Linked DNA regions of Zea mays: region 1 is linked to region 2. Evidence: chromatin contacts called from public Hi-C data. All regions are on one chromosome and are shown on one strand. Each heading gives the region's core, a stretch centred on a gene start, on an enhancer-like site or on the middle of the called end of the contact. The rest is flanking DNA. Distances are from core to core; before and after follow the strand shown.

The links. Hi-C and Micro-C count contacts between places; a contact is called where the count stands out from the background.
Region 1: a Hi-C map of tassel shows a contact between it and region 2, with 1.8 times the contacts expected there. The contact joins two enhancer-like sites. A contact is called at or near these places in 2 of 25 Hi-C or Micro-C datasets (ear and tassel).

What each region holds. Positions count from the first base shown.
Region 1 is chr10:13,905,741-13,912,450 of Zm-B73-REFERENCE-NAM-5.0, forward strand. No RefSeq gene overlaps it. Among protein-coding and RNA genes, the nearest start is that of LOC103642312, 43 kb to the right of the region's middle. Within about 2 kb of position 2,296, at least 6 of the 20 cell types and tissues checked have an H3K27ac peak or open chromatin away from gene starts, as enhancers often do. A contact at or near this core is called in tassel, where this site is marked.
Region 2 is chr10:13,675,140-13,681,636 of Zm-B73-REFERENCE-NAM-5.0, forward strand. LOC100383196 reads left to right here. Exons shown (of 14, transcript NM_001175858.1): 3 at 158-256; 4 at 336-389; 5 at 485-679; 6 at 777-861; 7 at 1,302-1,392; 8 at 1,498-1,662; 9 at 1,862-1,981; 10 at 2,071-2,146; 11 at 2,230-2,398; 12 at 2,484-3,298; 13 at 3,878-4,068; 14 at 4,160-4,810. The coding sequence ends at 4,361. Among protein-coding and RNA genes, the nearest start is that of LOC100383196, 4.4 kb to the left of the region's middle. Within about 2 kb of position 5,017, at least 19 of the 20 cell types and tissues checked have an H3K27ac peak or open chromatin away from gene starts, as enhancers often do. A contact at or near this core is called in tassel, where this site is marked.

The DNA of each region.
Region 1 (6,710 bases), core at 1,046-3,545, 230 kb after region 2:
TGTCACTCCCGCTTCGGCTGTGGAAGGCACTGCTGGCTGTAGGTCTGTCTGTGGTCGCACCTCTCGCCATGGCGGTGGGTCTGGCCGCGTTACCATTGCCGTCGCTAGAAGCACGCTGTTTTGTGGAGCCTCCGCAGTACCTCTGAAAGAAGATTTATGGGGAGGAATCCAATTGATATTCAAAATTAAATGACGAGGTGATTTCTTCTCATAGATCTTCTCTATTTTCTTAGACACCAAACCAACCTTCAGGGTTTAAAATTTCTTGTTACAGATACTAAGAGAAAACGGATTCCGATGATATTTTTCGAAAGATTCGTTTCAAAATTTAAATTTTAAAAAGTTCATAAAAAATTGGAAAATATTCCACTAAAATCCTATAAAACTAATTAGCATTTCTGGCTGGTAAATCACCGAAAACAGCTCGAAATTAACAAAAAAACCACTCGGGATTCACCGAAAACCGCTCGAGAATAGCGAATTTTGTTTTTAAATTTTGAAATAACAAACCATTTGGGATTTGCAAAATTTAGTAAAATTCGAGCAGCTTTATGTAGTAGAGATTATATGTTTGTTCCCACAAATAAAAGTATGAGCATATCCGGTTGTTGTAAAATTCATTTCTAAATCAATAATTTGACAACTAATAAAATGAAGGATTGAGAATGGATGAAGGTCATAGTTCATTATTTCCGCGTGTGTTTGGGTCGCTATCTCAGATCCATCACCCGAAACTTCAAACTGATCCATTGTGCTAATCGGTTTACCCTCGCTAGCCGCCTTTGCGTGAACTCCTACTATCGCGAGCCCTAGCTAGATCACAAACCCTTTAAGTCTTTCATCACCATAAATTCATCCTTTAATTGCGCTGTTTTTATCTCAGTTCAACCGTGCTTCAATTCGGTTTCCAATGGGCAAATATCTATTTTTATCCCCTCTATCAGACACCCTTATGGTAAAAAATATAAAGAAATATAATATATTTTTCTAGGCTAAATTATTCTATTAGCTACTAACTAACAAAATTTGAATTGAAAACTTAGTTTGTACATAAAGAAATAAAAAAAATCTTTTGTTAGTGGGTAAATTGAACCAACTCAAATGAGAGGAGGGGTAAAATGAACTAAAAATAGTTAGGGGGTCCATAGGTGAGAGGAGTAATTTGATTTTTTTCTAGTAAAAAATATTCTCCTATTATTTTTTTCAATCAAAAGAAAGGCCCCGATTAGAGCATCGACTTCCACATTATTAGCTTGATGTATACAATCATCCAGAGCTAAATATATTACCATCATCTGTTGATTTGATAAAAGGCCTTGTTAAACTATGTAAAAGTTTCATGTATCTAATGGTTGTTAGATTATTAAGATTAGTGGTCGCCCTTCAAAGCTTAACTGCAACCACTTAGAGAGCCTTTTTAGCTATAAAACATGTCAAAACATGGCTATGGAATAAAATTGCAGATGATTTTCTGCAAACTTACGTGATCATCTATGTTGAGAATGAATGACAACAAAGATTAGCTCTCATGAAATAATCGAAGCTTTTGATTTGGCTGGTCCTCGTAGAGGCTAGTTCAAGTTAAGGGGTGTTTGGTTTCTAGCGTCTAATTTTTAGGTTCTCCATTTTATTCCATTTTATTTTCTAGAAATTGCTAAATATGGAAACTAAAATAGAGTTTTAGTCTTCATATTTGACAATTTAGGGACTAAAACGGAATAAAATGAGAGAACTAAAAATTAGTCTCTAGAAACCAAATAACCCCTTAATAGAGATGTAATCATGTAATAAGTCTCTTTTTCTCTAAATGTGCAAAATTATTCTCTGCTCTTGGAGTTAATTAATGTATAATTGTATGGTCCAAGTTTGTTTGACTAGCTTATTATCTATACTATATCCAAATTAGTATACACATGTATATATATTACATGATATTTTTTTATCTTACAGTATTGATGAGTTGTTCCGCCCTCCCCTGTTGCCATAATCCTGTAATGTCAGAACATCAGATCAACACCTAAATTAAAACATTTGTACCCTCCCCTTTTGAAAAACAACTTCGGAATCAAATTTTCATATTTGTTGTGTGTCAACGAAGAAATGAAGATCCAACGTACTTTAGAGCTGTCCACGTTGGAAAGCATTAAAGCTGAAACAGCACAATTAAGCTAGGGTGTTAATTTCTTCATGCAGTACTACATCGAACCAGCCGGCGTAGTATTGAATTTGAAGAATATTATGCATGCACGCAGACAATATAGGAGCCAGACTGCTACTGTACGTTGATGCTTCGACGCTGATATATTAGTTGGCAAAATTGATGTGACAAGGACACCACGGCGACGTGCGTGGCTCCACTATTGCAGCCTCAACTCTGAATGCAAGTACATGTGGGAGCTCATACATATACTCTCTCGTAGATCCTTCAATGCTTCACGCGGCTAGTTGCTGACGGGAATGTAGATTGTTAATGGTGCACAGCTAATTTTTATTTCCATATGAATAAATGGTGTGCAGTATTTGAGGGCAAAATTCTTGCAGAGGATGTTATAAAAAGAACTTTGTTTTCCTAAACTTTTTAAAAACCCCTCATTTGAATAATTATGAGTCGTTTTACAAAAGCTGTTCAATATTTTTGATCTATACTCACAAGAAATATATATTGACGTCATAAACCAATAGTATGTTTGTAAGAGAAAAATATTTCACATTTCTATCTATTTAACTAATATAGTGATATATATGTAAGGGGCTTCCGTCCGAGGGTACTAAAACGTCAGTACAGTTCTTAAACTTCCTCATCCTTGTATAGGATATTAGTACAGGTTGATATCTACAACTGCTACTAATGTTAAGTCGTCAGTACCAGTTGAAGACATCAATCAGTACTCACGTACCTCGAGCTCACGCAAGGACATAAAGGTCCTCAGTATCGATTCTTTATAAGAATTAGTACTAAAGGTTACTTTTCGGTTCCTACTCACATATCTTTAGTTCTAGTTCTTTTTTAAGAGCTAGTACTAAAATGCAAAATTGATGACATAAAGGTCCTCAGTATCGACGCTGATATATTAGTTGGCAAAATTGATGTGACAAGGACACCACGGCGAAGTGCGTGGCTCCACTATTGTAGCCTCAACTCTGAATGCAAGTACATGAGGGAGCTCATACATATACTCTCGTAGATCCTTCAATGCTTCACGCGGCTAGTTGCTGACGGGAATGTAGATTGTTAATGGTGCACAGCTAATTTTTATTTCCATATGAATAAATGGTGTGCAGTATTTGAGGGCAAAATTCTTGCAGAGGATGTTATAAAAGAACTTCGTTTTCCTAAACTTTTTAAAAATCCCTCATTTGAATAATTATGAGTCGTTTTACAAAAGCTGTTCAATTTTTTTTTATCTATACTCACAAGAAATATATATTGACGTCATAAACCAATAATATGTCGTCCGAGGTACTAAAATGTTAGTACAGTTTTTAACTTCCTCATCCTTGAATAGGGTATTAGTATAGGTTGATATCCTAACTGGTTCTAATGTTAAGTCGTCAGTACCAGTTGAAGACATCAGTCAGTACTCACTTACCTCAAGCTCGTGTCATGGACATAGAGGTCCTCGGTATCGGTTCTTTATAAGAACTAGTACTAAAGGTCACTTTTCGGTTCCTGCTCACATATTTTTAGTTCTGGTTTTTTGTAAGAGCTAGTACTAAAATGTATCCCATGCCTTGCTATGCCTTTCTTATTCTTTTCTTCCCATGCCTTCCTCGGTGAGCCCATCGAGCTCTCTCCTTGCACCACCACTGAACTCGTCGAGCCTGCGTGCCCACGCCCTCCCCCCCCCCCCCCCCCCCCCCCCCCCCCCCCCCCCCCCCCCCCGTGTCGGTAATGCTCCTGTCCACACCATAGCATTACCATCAGAGCAGTGATGCCCTGACCCCATGGTGAGCACATCGGAAAACGAGGCTTTATTATACCATTGCAATAAATATTAGCACAAAATCCTAGTGTATTCAACTCGTGGCAGTATTCTTGTGTGTCTTCGCTATAGAAGATTATTGTGTGTTTTCACTATAGATTTTTCCATTTCCCACACACACTTGCTACCTTGATATATAGAAAATAGCCTTTATCCTTTTTTCTTTTCCTTGTGGTCCATAATGCCTACATTGTGCATAATATAGATCCACACCACTCCCACAAATAGAATGCATTGTCAAGAAAGTCATGACTCAAAGTATTTGGGTCAGGTTTATTTTAACAAGGACATCAATTTTTATCTCAATCTTAAACCCTATTTTTAGGGTTTTATGTGTTTTCATATGAATCGTTCTAAGACAGATCACCGTGAAATAGAGAAGAAGTTGAATCATAAACTAGCCCTTAGGAAATAAATGAGAAGATACATCCAACTAGCCCTTAGGCTTATAACACATGTTCTATTAAACTAGCTCTGAGGGGTATGAGTGATGTTTTAGTAAACTAATCCTTAGGGTTATGAGTGATAGTTGCCTAGAGGGGGGTGAATAGGCAACACCTAAAATTTCACAACTTAAAACAAATTCCAATCCCAAAATGGATGTTAGATCAAAATCTAGATTAGGAAAGAGGGATGTTCTTGCACTTGATGCTCTTCATGATTGCAAAATTAATACAAGAACAATATCGCAAGTGAAGACTATAGCAAGAACTTAGAGAGAGAGAGACAGACAAAAACAAATTGTAGAAAGTAACGAGCACCAACAACTTGTTTCCCGAGGTTCAGTTTCGAAGAGCCTGCATCCCCGTTGAGGTGTCCCACTAGACTAGGTCCCTCTCGACCTTCTCAAGTGATCCAACGATCAGCTTGAGCCCTTAGTTCCTTTTCTTTAATCTTCCTTATCACAAGGTACTCCATAGAGATTGTAGACTCTTGCTAGCCATACATAATGGATGGGAGTTACAACTCCAATGAAAGTAAGAGGGAGAAAGAATGCATGCAAGAGCACAACAACACCAAAGAACGAAGAACAGAAGCGCACAACTACAACACAACTCTCTCTAGACTATTCTCGTGAATATATACGCTTGGATCTCTTAGTATTGTTTCTTTAATGCTTATGAATAAAACTCTGCCTCTTGAGTGACTTGGTGTCTTGAGGAGACTGGTTAGGGGGGCTATTTATAGCCCAAATGCCTCAAAGAGATGTTGAGAAAACTGTCCAGATCTACTCTCTCGGTCTGTGAACCAGATAGAGTCCTGTAGCATAATTCTCGAGATCGTGATTGGCACCTTCCTTCTGAGGTGGCACTAGACTCGTTCGATGTGCTAGGCCACTGAAGCCCTTCTTTAGAGCTCTCAGCGAAGCAGTCCGGTGCGCCATCAGAATGGTCAAGTGTGCCCCAGATAGCTACAATTTGTCCTTTTAACTGCATATCTTCTTCAAGCTAATTCCATTTTTTTCTAAGAGTGTTCTTGTCACTTTAGACAAACATGTCTGGGGACAATCCAACCAGTCTAAGTAATGTATTATCATTTATATTAATTCTCCAACTTGATTTCTATTTATCTGAACTTAATTACTACACACACACACTTAGCAAACATGTTAGTCGATAGTGTTGTGTTGGTCATTAATAACCAAAATATTTATAGAAATGGCTCAATGCACATTTCTCTTTCAATCTCTCCCTTTTTGGTGATTGATGCCAACACAACAAAGGGAAATACAGTATGACTAACTTAAAGACAGTTTGATATTCTAGATAGGTTCATTATATGTAGAATTAAGTTGGGTGTAAGTTTTAAAGATTTTACATGTTTGGACCATATGAGTCACCACTTGATTTTGATTTTACAAATCAAACTCATTTCCAAGATTGTGAAAATTCTCTTCCCTATTGACAAACAGTCTTTTGTTATGAAAAGTTCTCCCTTTGGCAAATTTAAAAAGTTTTTCCTTTTTTCTTTTTGGCACATTTAAAAAAAGTTTGGTAAATTCTCCCCCTTTTCAAATACATTTGCTTTGGCCAAAATAAAAGTGAAAGTTCCCTATGTCTGGGAACGGGATCTGGATGTCGCCTAGAGGGGGGTGAATAGGGGAATAGTAATTATCACTTTATAACTAAAAATTCTTACTATACTCGAAGGCTGGATCGTAGTGGAATGAAAGACCCTTCGAGTAGGTTGCAGCGGAATTGAAGTTCCTGTCTTAAAATACCCTACACTTCGAAGACAGCTTGTACCACATATAAATATTGAAGTGCAAGTATAAACAACAAATAAGACGGAGAAATAGCACACAGCACAGAGCAGAGCACACAGACACAGGGATTTATCCCGAGGTTCGGCCAAGCCTGAAATGCTTGCCTAGTCCTCGTTGGAGTTAGCCACACCTGGGCTCGGAGTCTATTTCAACTCCTTCCTCCGTTTGCTCAGATCTGTCAGTACGACAGATAGAGCTTTCCACTATGTTGATATTGGTTACAACAATGTCTTGGCTGCTTATAGTCTTCTTGACAACACACAGGCAGAGTAACAACATGCTCAAGATCTTGCTCTAGCTCTCAGCAGCACTTCTCCACTCTCTAAAGGCTTATAGCTTTGCCTCCACACAAACTAGAGAGATATACAAGAGAGGGAGAGAATTTTGATCCAAATGATGTATGCACTTGTTGGCTACACTTGTGTATTTGTTGGAGGCGCCTAGGGGTCCCTTTTATAGTC
Region 2 (6,497 bases), core at 3,767-6,266:
GGTCTTTCTTTAGTGCCTCTGCCTCGAATGGTATTAGGGATCAGCGCCTTTATGGTTTTTTAATGTTATCCAAAGCTCCGCAATTTTTTTACTGACATGGGGTGGTATGCAATGATTCCTCTTTCTAAGATTCTGCTTGTTTCTGCTGTGCTCTCAGGTGGAGGCATCGACAAACCATCTTGCCGAGCATCAGGGCACGCCCCTCTACAACCTGCCATGGAAGATACCCTGCAAGCTCATGAACATGGAGCTGAAGGTAACAACAACTTGGCTTCTTTGCTGTTCACTGTACAATGTTCTGAATGCATATGATTTACCCTCGTTTCCTTTGCTAGGCTGAGCCGGATACTGATGAGGTGTACGCCCAACTCACCCTGCTCCCTGATAAGGTGGGTAACTTCTGGTTTTGCTTCATGCATGCTCAGACTTGGAATGTTAACCAGTGCTAATGTGCTATCTACTTATGATTGTGCTTGATTCATAGAAGCAAGATGAGAATACATCTGCAAGAGTGGAGAATGAGGAGGCAGAGGAGGAGGTGGTGCCTCATGTGCCACCAGCCACAAGTGAGGGGCTTCGCATCCATTCCTTCTGCAAGACATTGACTGCCTCAGACACAAGCACACATGGTGGTTTCTCAGTGTTGCGCCGGCATGCAGATGAGTGCCTCCCACCACTGGTTAGGCCCTCGGAACCTTTGACTCATGTTGTTGTTGGTTTAGCACTTTCTGTTGATGGCCTGATGATGGATGCCTTTGATGTTTCTCCTTGATTAGGATATGAGTCAACATCCCCCAAATCAAGAATTGGTGGCCAAGGACCTGCATGGGGTTGAGTGGCGGTTCCGTCACATCTTTCGAGGTGATCCCTGTTGATTTTTTCCAGAGTAATAGTGTTATGTTTTGTTCTTCTTTGTTCACTTAGTTTCACCAGAGGAGTGCATGCTTATTGCCAGCTTTTACTTGTTTCTGAATCCACTATAGGCTATTTGTGTGTTTTATTTACTTTGAATTTAATTGCAAAGTTTTCTAGGAACAATTTTGAGTTCCACATAAACAGTTCAATTCTATTATCTCATCAGGGCCATTTTATCACTAGAAATTTATGTATTTGATATTTTTTCGGTTTGCCTGCATTTGATTTGGGGATGTTGGCAGTAGTTTCATCGACGATTCTTCTTCTCACTTAGTTTATTTGGTTTTGGAATTCCTGCTCCATTGTTGATGATCTAAATTGTAACTTGCATAGTTGACCATCTGACATATGTTAAAATTTATAACTTCACGTTTGATTTACATCAGGTCAGCCACGGAGACACCTCCTTCAGAGTGGTTGGAGTGTTTTTGTTAGTGCCAAGCGTCTTGTTGCGGGGGATGCATTCATATTTCTCAGGTTTCATACTATGCTATGCTGTGCAGTTAATGTTGCTTGCTCTTAACTCTCCCCTTTGACACTTGACTAACTTACCAATACCCAATTCCTTATATTACGAGATAGAGGTGAGAATGGGGAGTTACGTGTTGGAGTTCGGCGTGCACTGAGGCACCAAACCACTATCCCATCTTCAGTCATATCAAGCCACAGTATGCATCTTGGTGTTCTTGCAACAGCATGGCATGCAGTGAACACTGGGAGTATGTTCACTGTCTACTACAAACCAAGGTTTGTAAGGAATTATAAGCTTAGTAACATTATTTTTCTTTCTTTCTTTCTTCACTTTTAGCAGTAACCCTATTCCAGTCCGTTACTTAATTGACGCATGAAGTTGCATGATTCCCTTGTACATGATAAAAGAAAGTTTTGGGATCAACGGATAATGAATTGCATGTTTGAGCTGAGTTATTTACAACACATCCTGCAGGACTAGTCCAGCTGAATTTGTGGTTTCACGAGCTAGGTACTGTGAATCACTGAAACGAAATTATTCAATAGGGATGAGGTTTAGGATGAGATTTGAAGGTGAAGAAGCGGCAGAGCAAAGGTAAGAGTGTCTATAGTGGGTATTTGGTTCATTTACATACCACAGCAAAGTCCCCCTTTGGAGATAAACTTTCCATTGTAATTTGTTAGATTCACTGGCACAATAGTTGGAATATGTGTTTCTGATCCATCTGGCTGGGCTGACTCGAAATGGCGTTCCCTTAAGGTATTTTTTGACAATATATTTGTTTCTATGAGATTTGAGTTGATTTATACCAGTCTTTACCTAACCTATTCTTGCAAAATTAGGTGAGATGGGATGAAGCTTCTTCTGTTCCTCGTCCTGAAAGAGTTTCTCCTTGGCAAATAGAACCTGCTGTTAGCCCATCTCCTGTGAACCCTCTTCCAGTCAGATTCAAGAGGTCTCGTTCAAGTGTTAACGCCTCACCATCTGATGTGTCTACTGTAAACAGAGAAGGTTTGAATTTAGCCTTGTTGTGGACTCACCTGAAGCTTGCAGCTCTTTCTATCATTACTAATGCACAAATAACCTTTTCATGTAGTTGCTTCTAAAGTCATGGTAGAGTCGCAACAGAATAATCTCCCAAGGGCCTTGCACAATCAAGGAAGGACACAATTGACAGGTCGATACCGTGATAGCACTGATGTGAAGACTGCTCAGGATCTTACCATGTGGTCTTCAGGAACTGAGCAACAGAGAAACAATATTGCTGCCCAGACAAAACGATGTCTGGAGGGTTGGACGCAATCTAGAACTCCAGAAGGTTACAATCAACTGTTCTCGGCATTTCAACCACTGAAGGATGCACATAATCCACTTCGTCCTTTTCCTAATAAAATATCTGGGACTCGCTCAAGTACCTGGGTCACAGCCGATGCCCGTTATCCAGCTCAACAAGCCAATCACAACATGTTACATGGCACATTGTCTTTTATGCCTCATAGCAGTGGTTTTAGGATGATTCAACAGAATAATCTAGTGACACCTGAAGCTGCAAATTTTACTGGGAAATCAGCTTTCACTTCACTTCAGGGCCATGTCACTGATCAGTGCTCCACAGGCTGGTTTGGATCTATTGAGTCAAATTCCCACACAGACCATGCATCGTCAAGTTTGATCAGGTCCCAGCCTTTGGTTATTGGAAATGATGTTCAGAAAACCAAAGGCACTTCATTCAAACTATTTGGGATTCCTCTTGGCAGTCCAGAAAAATCTGAACCTCTGGTATCCCCACCAAGTGTCGCATATGACGGGAAACTTCAAACTTCTCCAACAGACAACAATGAGCCTTGTTCAGAAGCTACCCAGAATATCCAGAACAAAGTGCAAAGTAGTTCAACCAGAAGCTGCAAGAAGGTTGACCATATCTTGCACCTTTTTCTTTTCTAGTCATCCCCTTGATACATAAATGCATCCTAGGCTTCAAAGCATGCTTCGATGAAGTTATGTGCTGTTGGTCTCTTTTGGCAACATGTTTTATGCATGTAGAAGCACCAGTTCGATAAAATCTGCTAGTTCTGTAATCTTTCGTGCTGATAGATTGCTTTAAGTTTTTCTTGCTCCTGCAAGTGTCATGTTTGGATCTGCTTGGCATCATCCACAGAGCTATTTATCCTCAAGTTTGGGTGTCAAAAAAGAAAAAAAGAACGCTTTGGGAATCCTGTGATAGTGTGATAAGGCCTTTTAATCTATAAGCAATATGCCTTTTCTATATATAGTCTAGCCTTATGTAAATGGTTATTAAGTACAGATATGTGATGACAAATGTACCATTGTCATAGTGACATGGCCTTGAGAAATCTTAGCTTTCTAATGGTAATGGTCAAATATTCTATCTAATTACTTCCATTTTCCTCCTTTTGCCCTCTTATTATATTTGAGGAACGTCGTGTTGTTTGTGGAATTTCTGAATATGACAAGGCTTTCCCATTTCAGGTCCATAAGCAAGGCAGCGCCCTCGGGAGATCGATCGATCTAACAAAGTTCGCTTGCTACGATGAGCTGATTGCCGAACTAGACCAGATGTTTGACTTCGATGGTGAGCTGAAGAGTCCTTGCAGGAACTGGTTGGTCGTCTACACTGACAACGAAGGCGACATGATGCTGGTCGGCGACGACCCCTGGAAGCAAGTGTCCTACCCACCTGAATATCCGTTCCGCCGCCTGCTGATCGAAAATGCAGTCACGATTAACCTTGGATTCCCTCTGTCTGCGCAGTGAGTTCTGTGACATGGTCCACAAGATCTTCATCTACACAAGGGAGGAAGTGGAGAGGATGAACCCAGGCGCCCTAAACGCGAGGCTCGAAGACTGCCTGTCTGACTCGCTGGGAAGAGGGCTGGCTTCCAAAGAGCCCCGGAGCGGCCCCTCGACTTCGGCTGTCGATTCTGAGAACCGCGCTAACTTGTCCAGTCAGTGAGGCAGCTTCAGCAGCAATGTCTAGCCTTGGCTGCACGGAAGAACTACTGACCCTAAGCTAATCTTGTGTGTGTTTCACTTCTTGCAGCCCTTTTGAAAGTGGTGAAGCAGACAAAAGGCCACGTGTCAGAGTGACCGGAAGAACGAGAAAGGGGTGTGTTTCAGTGGTGTGTAGTAGGTAGGTAATTTTGTGTGTATGCCTCCGGGTAAAAGCCCCGCGGTACCCAGTTTGTAGATGGTGCTTCTCCTGGTGCTAGTTTCCCGTCGTAAGCTGGATTTTTTTGGGGGGTGTGTGCCCTGCTCTGTGTGCTGACCCGCCTGGGGGTAAGTTGTAGCAGAGCAGGAGAAAGCAGGCAAGAAACCGCTGGTGCGCCTGCTTGGCCAATCCTTTTCCTTGCGGAGCGCTGTAAATAGCCTTGGATCTGAAGCGTAGTAATGTATTGTCATGGTACTCGAAGTCATGCTCCAGTTTGTGTTGGGTATGACCTGCAACTGTCGGTTCGATGGGTGCGGATGTCGAAGGGTTTGCATGGTTGAGAGGATCTGCAGCCATGGTAGTGAGCTTGATTTGCTGCTACACTGACGTGCAGGTGTGGTGGGCTGCTCTGTTCTGCTGCAGCACCAAACTCCTGTTCCGTGACAGAGGGGGAGGCCCCGCGCACGGCGCACGGGGCGTGCGTGACTGATGAGCGAGTGGCCCAGCCCGACCAGTGTTGAATGCTCCCTTCCCTCCCAGACCCAGATTTGCGGATGCAGCCGCACAAGATCCTACTCGTACGATGCCGCGCGGCGGGGGTGGGTAATGTGGATTGGAATGGATCTCCTTGTCTCGGCGCTGCCGGCCCTGCACGAGATACGGCCCCGCATAACGGCGTCCACCGAGCCCGACAGGATTTATGGCCGTGTCGCCCAGCAGCCCCGCCGGCCGGTTTAAGTTTGCCGTGTTTGCTTTCACTTTCCTAAACTTAATAGTTTGACAAACAAAAACTGACTAAAGAGCATTAAGTATTTGTATAAGCCAAGATTATCCCTATTTAATGCAGGTGGCCTATGAAAAGAACACAGACGCCAAAGTGGAGATGAATTAGGACTTTTAAAATTGCGCTAATCTAGACCACAAATAAATCTCTTAAACAAAAAATATGCAAATAACTAAACAAGAATGTGCAATTCAGGTTTTGTCTAAGTGTTGCTATCTCTATCGCTAAAAGAGTTATGTAACCAAAGTTCCAAACCTATATTCTAAACTAAGAATAATATAGATTGCAAATTAAGTAACTAATGTAAATGCGGAAGCTAAAAAGCAAAGATAGAGATTGCAAATTTCGATAGACGCACCGATATTTTTAACGAGAAATCCAGAACCGTGTAAGGTTCTGACTAATCCTCGTTGGTGCTCATGCACAAGGAAAGCCCACACGAGGGCCAAACATCCGGTCGAGTAACTCCGTAGAGAGCCGCATGCCTTCTCCACACGCAAGTGGTGCTCCGCTTCCGACCTCCTCTCGGACGCTACCTGCTGTCTTCACTATCGAGCTTTCGGCTGAAACGCCGCAGGCCTCGTTCCCTCTAGTACACGGTGGCAGCTATATCATAAACTAGGTTGGTGTGGTCTCGCAAGACTCTTGCCCCACTCAGTACACTTACAATGGTTCGCGCAAGAGCCTAGGGATTTGTGAGTTGTCTAACCTCACTCCCACAACTGGGAACAAATCTAGAGCAAGTGCATAAGCGGTCTAACTAACCTAAGCACTTCGCAAAGCACCCACGCTAATCACCGAGTGATTCTATTAAGCACTTGAGTGTTTGGAGTTATGGAAATGTGTATGACCTTGCTTGGTATGTTGCTTAGGCTCCCACACCTTCAAATGACTGGCTAGGGGTATTTATAGAGCCTCCATCCAAAACTAGCCGTTGGAGGAAAGCAGACTTTTGTGCGCCGCACCGAACCGCTTGTTTGGACCCTCCATGTCAGCTAGTCGTTGGTCGACTAATAGATTTTCTGCAACAGTGCAGAGGTCCAGTGCACCACCAGACCGGTCCGGATAGCTAGTTGTCCGAGAGTTGTTTGCAGAGCTCTCTGCGCTCTCGGTCCGGTGCACCACTGGATCGGTTCGGTGTGCCAGCTGACAAGCCT